2 separate regions of the Macaca mulatta genome follow, and region 1 is linked to region 2. Evidence: chromatin contacts called from public Hi-C data. All regions are on one chromosome and are shown on one strand. Each heading gives the region's core, a stretch centred on a gene start, on an enhancer-like site or on the middle of the called end of the contact. The rest is flanking DNA. Distances are from core to core; before and after follow the strand shown. Region 1 holds the start of DPF3 (double PHD fingers 3). Region 2 overlaps RGS6 (regulator of G protein signaling 6).

The links. Hi-C and Micro-C count contacts between places; a contact is called where the count stands out from the background.
Region 1: a Hi-C map of CD4 T cells shows a contact between it and region 2, with 7 times the contacts expected there. The contact joins the promoter of DPF3 here to the enhancer-like site in region 2. A contact is called at or near these places in 10 of 14 Hi-C or Micro-C datasets (CD4 T cells, blood, cortical neurons and 6 more).

Annotation. Positions count from the first base shown.
Region 1 is chr7:146,036,680-146,041,473 of T2T-MMU8v2.0, forward strand. It overlaps DPF3 (double PHD fingers 3), which reads right to left and starts at 3,175. Exons shown (of 11, transcript XM_015144032.3): 1 at 3,131-3,175. The coding sequence starts at 3,162. It overlaps LOC114679596, which reads right to left and starts at 3,095. Exons shown (of 2, transcript XM_028851638.2): 1 at 2,542-3,095; 2 at 2,258-2,491. The coding sequence starts at 2,950. The coding sequence ends at 2,397.
Region 2 is chr7:145,661,390-145,666,047 of T2T-MMU8v2.0, forward strand. RGS6 (regulator of G protein signaling 6) reads left to right here. Exons shown (of 16, transcript NM_001265721.1): 14 at 2,030-2,216. Among named protein-coding and RNA genes, the nearest start is that of DPF3, 380 kb to the right of the region's middle. Within about 2 kb of position 2,757, at least 10 of the 40 cell types and tissues checked have an H3K27ac peak or open chromatin away from gene starts, as enhancers often do. A contact at or near this core is called in CD4 T cells and blood, where this site is marked.

The DNA of each region.
Region 1 (4,794 bases), core at 1,925-4,424, 380 kb after region 2:
CAGTAATAAGATGTTAAAGGCAACAACAGAGAGAGAAGCCGGGCTGTCAGCTTCAGAGAGGAAGGGGGTGAAGGGTACAACAAGGAAGAAAAAGAAAGGGAGTTGAGGGGAGATCAAAGACAGGCAGGAAGAAAGCCAAATTGCTAAGAGAGGAGATGTGGCTTCAGGAGCTTGGGACCCTAAGGAAAACCCCAAAGCAATGAGATTCAAAATTGTGCCATCCCATCACCCCAGCTAATTGAATTATTGAATGTCCCACATGGAAAAAGCTAGTACAGTGAAAAATAGCCCATACTCAGTGTAGGCAGAGCCCTGCATAGGTGCTGCTGGAAACCTGAGCTTGTTTCTTCCCAACACATTAACTACCACCACTTTATCCCCCATCCTGAGGAAACCTTTGTGTGACCATTTTCTGTAGGGGGCGTCCGTGGTGTTGGCTTTTTTTTTTTTTTTTTGGAGGGAAGAGAGAGACTCAGAACGCACACAGAGAAAATGCTAATGTCATTCAGCTCTGTTTCATTGTCAGGAGGGACACATGAGGATAAAAACATAGCTCTCCAAACCATTCTCTCCGCTACCCCTCCTCCCTGCACCACCACCATCCCTTCGGCTGGATGTGTCTCTGCACTTTGTTCTAATTTATCCCATGCATAATTTATTCACGTTTGTATTGTTTCCTGATCAGCAACTTTTAAAAACAAATGAAATATATAAGATGTTTTATTAAACAAGTTGTTTAAAAAAAAAAAAAAGGCAGATGGTGTCCGTCTCCCAATAACAACGTGTGTGCTCCTGCATTAGGAGTTAAAAACTGTCCAGGGTGTGAGAGGCTGGGCTGGTCAGGGGTATTGTTTACACCCCTTTACCCCCAGGGAAAGGGTCTGGGAAGCAGAAAGGAATGGCTAATTATAAATGACCACTCAACTCCCACCTAGAAAAAGCAAGCAGGGGCGTTGTGTGTATGCTAGTGTGTGCATGCGTGTGGCGGCACAATTACAAATACATCACATTGCAACTGTTTCTAATTATACAAAGTACAATTCAGAACTAATTCCCCTAACCAGCCGGGATTCCACCACCTTCTTTCCCCCCGTCTGTCCCTTCCCCCACCCTTAACCCCACCCTACACAGACTCCCTCCCCAAACGCGCACCCTACTGTGATCCAAAAAAACCCTGGAGCGAGCAGGGGAACACTGAAGCTTAGAGATACTGCGCCCGCCCGCGCGAAAGCGGGCTCCCGGGTAAGTAGGGTACGGCTTTCCCAGTAGGAAACAAACCTGGTGCACATGTGAAATAGATTCTCTAACTTGAGTTTACCAGGTGGCATCAGCCTGGTTATGTGATTTCGGCTGGATATGGGGAAACTGCAAATCAGTTGTGGGTTCGGTAGAGACAGCATCAGCGGTGTTGCAGCGAAAGCAACCGGCAGCGAGGATGCGGCGAAGTTACGCCCATTTATTCTGCCATAAAACATTTTCTTTCTTGGATGAAACGCTGTGGCGTTCAAGTGCAGTGTATCCGAGCTTCCGAGGCAGAACTGAAGCCGGGAGCTCCTATCTGCTCAGCCTCAGCTTCCAACGTCCTCTTAACGGCAGCTTTCATATAAATATCTTTGAAACCTGGGGCATTCCTACCCGTTTCCCTATTTCTGGTGGGCGACGAGCTGGTGCAAACACGTCTGATTCTCCCTGTGCATTCCTTTGCGTTAGGAACCCCCCTACCGTCTCCGGGAGCGAACCTGGTTTTCAACTCCAGGAGTGGCGAGGGGTGAAGACGAGAATGCGCTGAATTAAAAGAAGCAGGGTCGACAGTGGCCACGCACCAGGGAGAATTCGGCACGAACCGCCCCCTACCCGGCCCGCACCTCCCTCTCCCCCTCTTTGCCTGCGGCTTCGTCCGGGCGGGGAAGTCCCGGTCGAAGGGGTGCGGACCCCCAGCCCACCTCGAATACGGAGGGAGCCACCCTCTGCCGACATCACCCAATAGCACCCCTTTCAGAGCGACACTAGTTTTCCGAGGCCACCCTTGGCTCCGCGATCGCGAGCGGACTTGGCGGCTTAACAGTTCCACCGACTGGAAGGAAGGAAGGAAGGAAGCCAGGATGAAAAGGAGGAGGAAGGCAGGCAGGCAGGCAGAAATTGGCTGTTGGACCCGGGGCTGGCCCCCGCGAGTGCTCGCCCGGCCCGCCCCACTCTGTCCAGGATCTGGACAAGCGCTCAAAGTCTCCCCGGGGCGGCCAGAGGCACCTGCCCCTCGCCCGGCCGGGAGCAGACGCTGCCCCCTCGGGCCAGGAGCCCCAAAACCGCCTCTCCGCCTGCCTCGGCGCCTCACCCAGAGGTGGCGAGAACACCATTCATAAGACCTGCGGCTTCCCTGCCTCCAAATCCACCCCAAGTTAACCCGAGTCGTTAATCCACTGCAGCCAGGTTGCTCGCAAACACACGAGCAGACACACGCGCGGTCGCCCGGAGCGCCTCCGAGATCCGGGGGCTGCCGGGGAAAGCCCGGGGCGACCACCTGGGACCCAGCGCGCCCGGGACCCGCTGCTTCCCCCTCGGTGCTCCCAACTCCGGAAGGTTTGCACAAACTCCCCGCGAGCGATCGGAAGGCGAAGAGCGCCCTGCAAACTCCGGAGCCTCCGCGGTGCGTCCGCCGGACCCAGCAGACCCAGCGGCGGGGCGGGGGCCGCGGGCTTGGGGGTGCAGGGCTCGGCCAAGTGCACCGAGGCAGTCCCGGCCCGACGCTCGCCCCCCGCCCGGCCGCCCCCGGAGCCTCGCTCCCTGCCCGCGAGGCGGGGGACTCCAGGGACCGCGCTGTCCCCGAGCTCCCGCGACCCCCCTGCTGTAGAGCGCTCGAGCGCCGGGCTCCTCCGCCGGCAACCCCTATCTCTCGCTCTCTCTGCAATTTAGCAGAACACAAATGTAACAATTTTCTTCTTGTTAATTGCATCTCCTGACATTTCTGCGCGTTGGGGGAAAAAAAAGAAGTAAGAGCTGAAAGAAGAGAGAAGCCCCGCCGCGGCTGGAGGCGCCTGCAAGCGCAAGCACTGGCAGCGCTCGCCACGCAGAAGGCGCCTTTTTTTTCATATTGAAACCACGCGGAATATGTACATTTTTTAGTCTTACTTACGCTTTCAGGGGGTTGTGAATGACAGTCGCCATTTTGCTACAATGTAACAGAATATTGTCTGTCTCAGAGTTCTAAAGGTTCGCTCAGGGGAAGCGACAGGCCAATCAGAGCGCGGGATACCGGCCCGCCGGCCAATCGGCGCGGCTGGTCGCCAGGTGGGCGGGGCCTGCTCGGTGGTAGTTATTAGGGGAGCTGTCAAAGCCCAGAGGTCACTCCCTTTTGTAGAGCCCGAGAGCCAGCAGGTCTTAAAGGGGAAGTACCGCGTTGGCAGCTCCTTTTCGGGCTGGGGAAAGTGGAGACGCACGGGAGAATATTATAGTTTGGTTCAACTCCCTACTTTTCTAAATAACTGCAGAGTTTGCGCTCCTGGACAGAAATATTTCAATATTGCCAGCAAGCCACTGAATCCTATTCATTAGCTTTTGGCTTTGCATATCAACATTTTTAATCCCCCAAAGGGTAAATCCCCGTGTTTCAGTACAAAAGTTGGAAGGCTGCCGTTTCGTGTAACAAATTACTTCGTGTGCTTTGCCGTTTGCTAATGCTCTGGGTCCTGCTGCTTTTTAATATTCTTATTCCCGAAGTGTTCTCTTTATCTCCGCCACCTTCCTCTCTCGCTTCTTGGAACTGCCGCTGCTGTTCCTGGCGACTCCAGGACAGCAACTCACCCTCCCCCTGGAATGCCTCAATGTCAGGCTCACTCCCTCCTGCAGCCAGGGCTTTCTTTACGTAGTGCAGGGGGGTTACTCTGCGCGGTCCGCCGCTACCACCCCTTCTGTTCTGCTCCCTACACCAGAAACTTCCAAAATGCTCAGATTCCTGCTCGGTGGTGCGACCTGGAGCTCTGACCTTTAGGCTTAGAGGTAGGGAGGACTTCAGGCAACCTTTGGAAACTTTCTACTACTAGGAAGCAAGTGCCTAGGCAGAAGTCGTAGAGCCTGGACTGGGTGTTGTCAGAGTCCCTTTAGAGGAGTGGCACACGCGATTCTGACGTCACCTTTCACTACTTAGAAGGTGGAAAGAATTTGCTAGTGAATAATCCGATGTGACCCGAGGCGTCCAAAGAGTCTGTGTCTGCTTCAAGTCAGTGTGAACTCTTCACTGGCGAGCCCCTGACAAAATTGGGAGACTTCTGCGAAGTCAGGCTTCCACTGGGCACCGGGAAGCTCTGCGTGGATGAAATCGCATTAAATCGATAATAGGGTAGGGGCCTCGTTAGCATACAGAAGTCTGGCTACCATTCCAAAGCTGTTTAATCAGGTCAAATAGCTAAGATAGTGGGGGAGGGGTGGCAAGGGGAGAGAAGTTGCCAAATTGCCAGTTCAAAGCTATGCCCTCTCACTTCCTTTTGCTCCTCTCAAGACAATGAATAAAATAAAATAAACATTCCAGAATTTCAAGAGTTCAACTACATACGCTATTAGATTTACAGATAAACAGAAAGTGACTGAATAACTGTTTGTAATAGATTTGAAATCTTTAACTCCTCTCTGCCTATTTAATAAGCAGAATCAAGTTCTACAGATTCCTTTGTAAATTCTTTGCATAGCATCTTGGCAGCGATTACAGTTTGAAAAAGTTATCTCCGAGACGGGTGGATCACGAGGTCAGGAGATCGAGACCATCCTGGCTAACCTAGTGAAACCCCATCTCTACTAAAAAAT
Region 2 (4,658 bases), core at 1,507-4,006:
CAGCTCCTTTCAAGCCCTTCCTTCCCCACCATCTCTGGACTCGGGATAAAGGAACACGACTACTTTCCTCTCACCCAGAAGCCAGAAGGACCTGAGCACCCAGGACTTGCGGCTGTCAGAGAGCTGCAGAAGGGCAGGGGACGCCAGATGGCAGCAGCAAGAGCTGGGCAGTAGTATCTGCCCAGGCCACCTGCAGAGAGAGGGCTGGAATCCGAGGGATCACGTTGGGCCAGCACTGAGCCTGTGGCCGCCACACTGACCCTTCCTCAGCTCCCCCTCACAGGACCTGAAAGCATTTCTGAGTTAAGTCTGGATAGCAGGTTTTCCAGAGCCGTGCCACATATCCCTCCATCCACTCGGTGCCCATTTCAGAGATGAAGTGAGAGGCACCCGGAAAGGCACACCAAGGCAAAATACGGCATAGACAGGACGAGGGCAGAGCCTGCTTCCTGATCTGATGGAAGCCGTGAAGCCTTCTCTGCCTTACGCTTGGCTCTACAGGGTCACTGAGGGGTCGCTGTAAGGATATCATCAGAATCCTAAATGGCAAAAAATGGCAAATCAGGGGAAGAGTTGGAGCCCAGCATTTGGGGACACACACACAGACACACATACACTCACACACACATACACACACACACAGTCTGCTCGCCTTGCAGAAATGGGGTTGCATTACTCCAGTCTGCCACTGAGTGGCACCTTTGGGCCATGCACTTGGCTCCAAAGACATTTCTCTGAACAGCAACTGAAAAACATGTTTAACCACCGCCCCCGCCACCCCCCTCGCGCGCATGCACACACACACACACACATACACACACACACACAAAACCCAAGTACATCTTACTTTGGATGAAATTTGATGACAGATTGAATGCACTGTCCGCACTTTCCACCATGTCATGGTTCAACTTTGCTTGTCCCTCCCTTTCTGTTGACTAGACTACCTGTGATTCCCACTGCTGTAGGAACCAGCACAGGACCTACTCTCTTACTCACTGATCGGGGAGCTGGCCTGTCCGTTCACAGGGCAAAGGATATGACAACCAGACCTGGATCCTGCTGCAAGGCTGCCTTGGGAACCATCCTCAAGACCCAGTAGCTGTTGTCCAAGCTTTGGCTCTGGCTGCTGCTGCTCTCAGCAGAAAAGCGCTCCCTGCTCCCATGTGGATGCTGAGGGATTAAACAGACGCAAATATGGAAGTGAGCAGATTTTTCTCTCTTTCCCTCTGCAGAAGGAGAACCATTCTGCAGAGAAATTTTCATGGTATGCCTCTTCAGCATTGTTCCAGATGCGCCCATCTTCACTCTGAAACCCACGTATTGAGCGCCTACTATTTGCCAAGCACCATGCTGAGCACTGATGTGCACTGGCTCAGTTTCTCCATCTATAATAGGAATGGCTGGTTTATTCTTACACAGATAGTCTTTATGATTCCAGGATCCTGCCTCTTCTGTGATCTTTCCTCCATGTTGATGCCATCAGTTGATCCCAACTAGATTTGACAAAGGGACTCACACTGTCTGCATGGTGGCATGTATGTAGCACAGGTATTCTCAACCAGGAGTGAGTTCATCTCCCAGGGGACATGGGGCAATGTTTTGAAACATTTTTAGTTGTCAAAACTTGGGAAGGGGGGTTGCTATTGGCATCTAGTGGGTAGAGGCCAAGGTTGCTGCTAAACATCGTACATTACACAGAATAGCCTCAACAACAAAGAATTATCCAGCCTGAAGTGGCAATAGTGCTGAGGTTGAGAAATCTTCACGTAGAGGGAGAGAAATCTCGTTTTGATAACGAGAAGCACATTGATCTTTTAATATGCAATTCTTTTCTGTTCTGCACAATAGGAACACCTTTGATATTTTCAGCAATCTCCATGGTCTTTGCAGCCCCACACAGTGGCATCAGGGGAGGCTGAGAGATGCAGCAGAATGGATTTCATGGGACATCAGCTCTGGGGCCATCTCCAGCAACATCCCGATGCTGAGCCCTCTGGAACTGACTGTGTTTCTGCTCCCACTTCAGGTTCTGGCTGGCTGTCCAAGATCTTAAGAAACAACCCCTACAGGATGTGGCCAAGAGGGTAGAAGAAATCTGGCAAGAGTTTCTGGCTCCAGGGGCTCCAAGTGCAATCAACCTGGATTCTCACAGCTATGAGATTACCAGTCAAAATGTCAAAGATGGAGGGAGATATACATTTGAAGACGCCCAGGTTTGCTTATCTACTCAAGTGGTTGTCATAAGGTGTTCATTTGTCCACTTCATTGCCTGACCTATTAACATAAGTTCAAGGCATTGTGGGTAGTTAAAATTTCGTATTTGGTTATTTTTAAGTTCATCAGTGGAAATCATTTCAGATAGGTGCACAGCAAAATCCCAGGATCATTTTCCCAGAGGAGTTACGATATTACCTAGAAACCAAAATGTGCAGTTATATGCTTTAGTTGTTCCAGGAAAGCCTCAAAGTGTTTTACAAAATCTGAAGCCTTGTAATAAGTTAGTGGTAGAATCTGGAAACCAGAACACAGCATTGGGGAAGTGGGTGTAGTGAGTTGGCAGGGCCATGAGTCAAACCCACATCTGTCTACCTCTGAAGCCCACACTGATAACCACCTCTCTACACTGCTTCCGCAGTGATCTCCAGCTCTGCAGTGAATAGTTTTTACGCACATCTATATTCCAGGCTCTGCACTATGTGATAAGACACCACAAAGAACAGGCAAAAGCCCGTTCTCAGCGAGGTTACCAGCAAGTGTGGGAGACAGACAAGTAAATGGGCAACTTCAACAGTGCGAAAAGTGCCCCGAATGGGTGAACCCTGGGTTAAAGCAAGCCTGCAGGAGGGACTCCCAACCCTGTAGGACACAATTAGGATGCTCACAGATGCTGATGATGCTGGCTAAAGAAACAGGAACCACCCTAACCAGCAGACTAAATTTTGACGGCTGGAAGGTGCCATTTCTAAAAATAAGCATTGGGTTGGTTTCTTACTTCCTGGCCCCTAATTTCTATTTCCTGTCACCATCCCACACCCAGTGACAGGGCTTAAGATTTTGCTTATCTCCTTGACCCCACTTACGTCTCTCACGTCTAGGGCCCCCGGTAAAGAATTTGGGTAGTTTGCTCTCTTGCAGACATTATTGTCTGATTTAGGAAACTCAGTGTAGCTGCACCAATGCAAATAATGGGGTGAGAACACAGTGTCGCTTATCATCCGGATTTGCCTTGTCATTTGCTCAGAACTTCAAGATGAAAACACCTACCAGCCTCAACACCATAACTATCTTCTTCTCTCCCCTGGTCACGAGCTCCATCGAATGCCTGTGCCAATCATGAAATCATGACTCCTTCATATACCCCTTGCAGCTTGAAAGCAGAATGTTTGAGTCATGAGAGCGCTTTGCTGAGATATTTTTGCTTATGTGTATGTACGTATACTTTGAAGCACCATATTGACATGGTCAGAGAGGAGAGTGACAGGGAAGTTCCATGGGGGTTTCCTGCATGAACGAGCTGAAGCTCAAAGCTCCAATATTTATGAAACACAAGAGGAGTGATACTGGTGAGAACCTTGATGCATCTAGCACAGTGTTACCACTCCAAGCATGACATAGGAGGGATTTATTTTAATTTTCTATTATGAAAACTTTTAAACACTTGGAAAAGTGGAAACAGCAAAACAGCAAACCTTTATAGACCCTCATCCAGCCGTAAAAATCATCAGTACACGTCTGATCTTGCTTTATCTCTAACCCCACCTACTTTTTCACCTGCCACCAAGTTACTTTAAAACAAATCCAAGATATTGCAGCATTTCATCTGTAAACTTAGATATGTATCTTTTACAAAAAGGATCCTTTTGTTTTAACATTGCCACAATATCCTTTATCTCCCTCCCCTTCTCACATCCCCTTGCAATGTATTTGATGAAGGAATTAGATCCTTTGTCCTATAAAGAGTTCCAAGCTCTGGATTTTTCTGATTGCAGCTCTGTGGTACTATTTAGAATGTTCTTCTATCATCTCTCTTTCCTATAAATTAGTTTTTTTAGATATTTAATCAGATTTAGTCTTGATTTTTATGGACAAAACTACTTCATAGATTGTGTGGTGCTCTCCTATCAGAAGGCACATGTCTAGCCACCTCTCTTTTTGCCCTTTTTGCAGATATTGATGTCCATCACTTATATCCATTAGTTAATTAGAGGTTACAAAATGATGACATACTAATTTTATTCTTTCTTCACTTATTAGCTGGAATACTTTCATAAAGAGAAACTTCCCTCCACCACTATGGGATTAACTAGCAGTACAATTCACATAAGAAAAGCAGGATAAATGTTTGATTCTCTCCCTTCGTTTTCCAGTTTTCAAAATGAGTGGTTTACTGTTATCTTCCTATGGTAAACATTAGGGTCTACTGTTTTGATTTTACTATCTTTGTGAACTCATGGGTTTCAACATATGTGCTAGGTTTTAATCTGTTTGCTTATTATTTTTATTGATGCTTGGATTTTGCCATCTCTGGCCAGTTGGCTCTTTCTGGCACAGCCCTAGTGATCTTTGATGTCATCCAAATAGCAAGGAAGCTAAGATATTCCAGTCTTTGCCCTTACCCAGAATAAGCCATTTCTCCAAGGACCCCTGATTCCTCT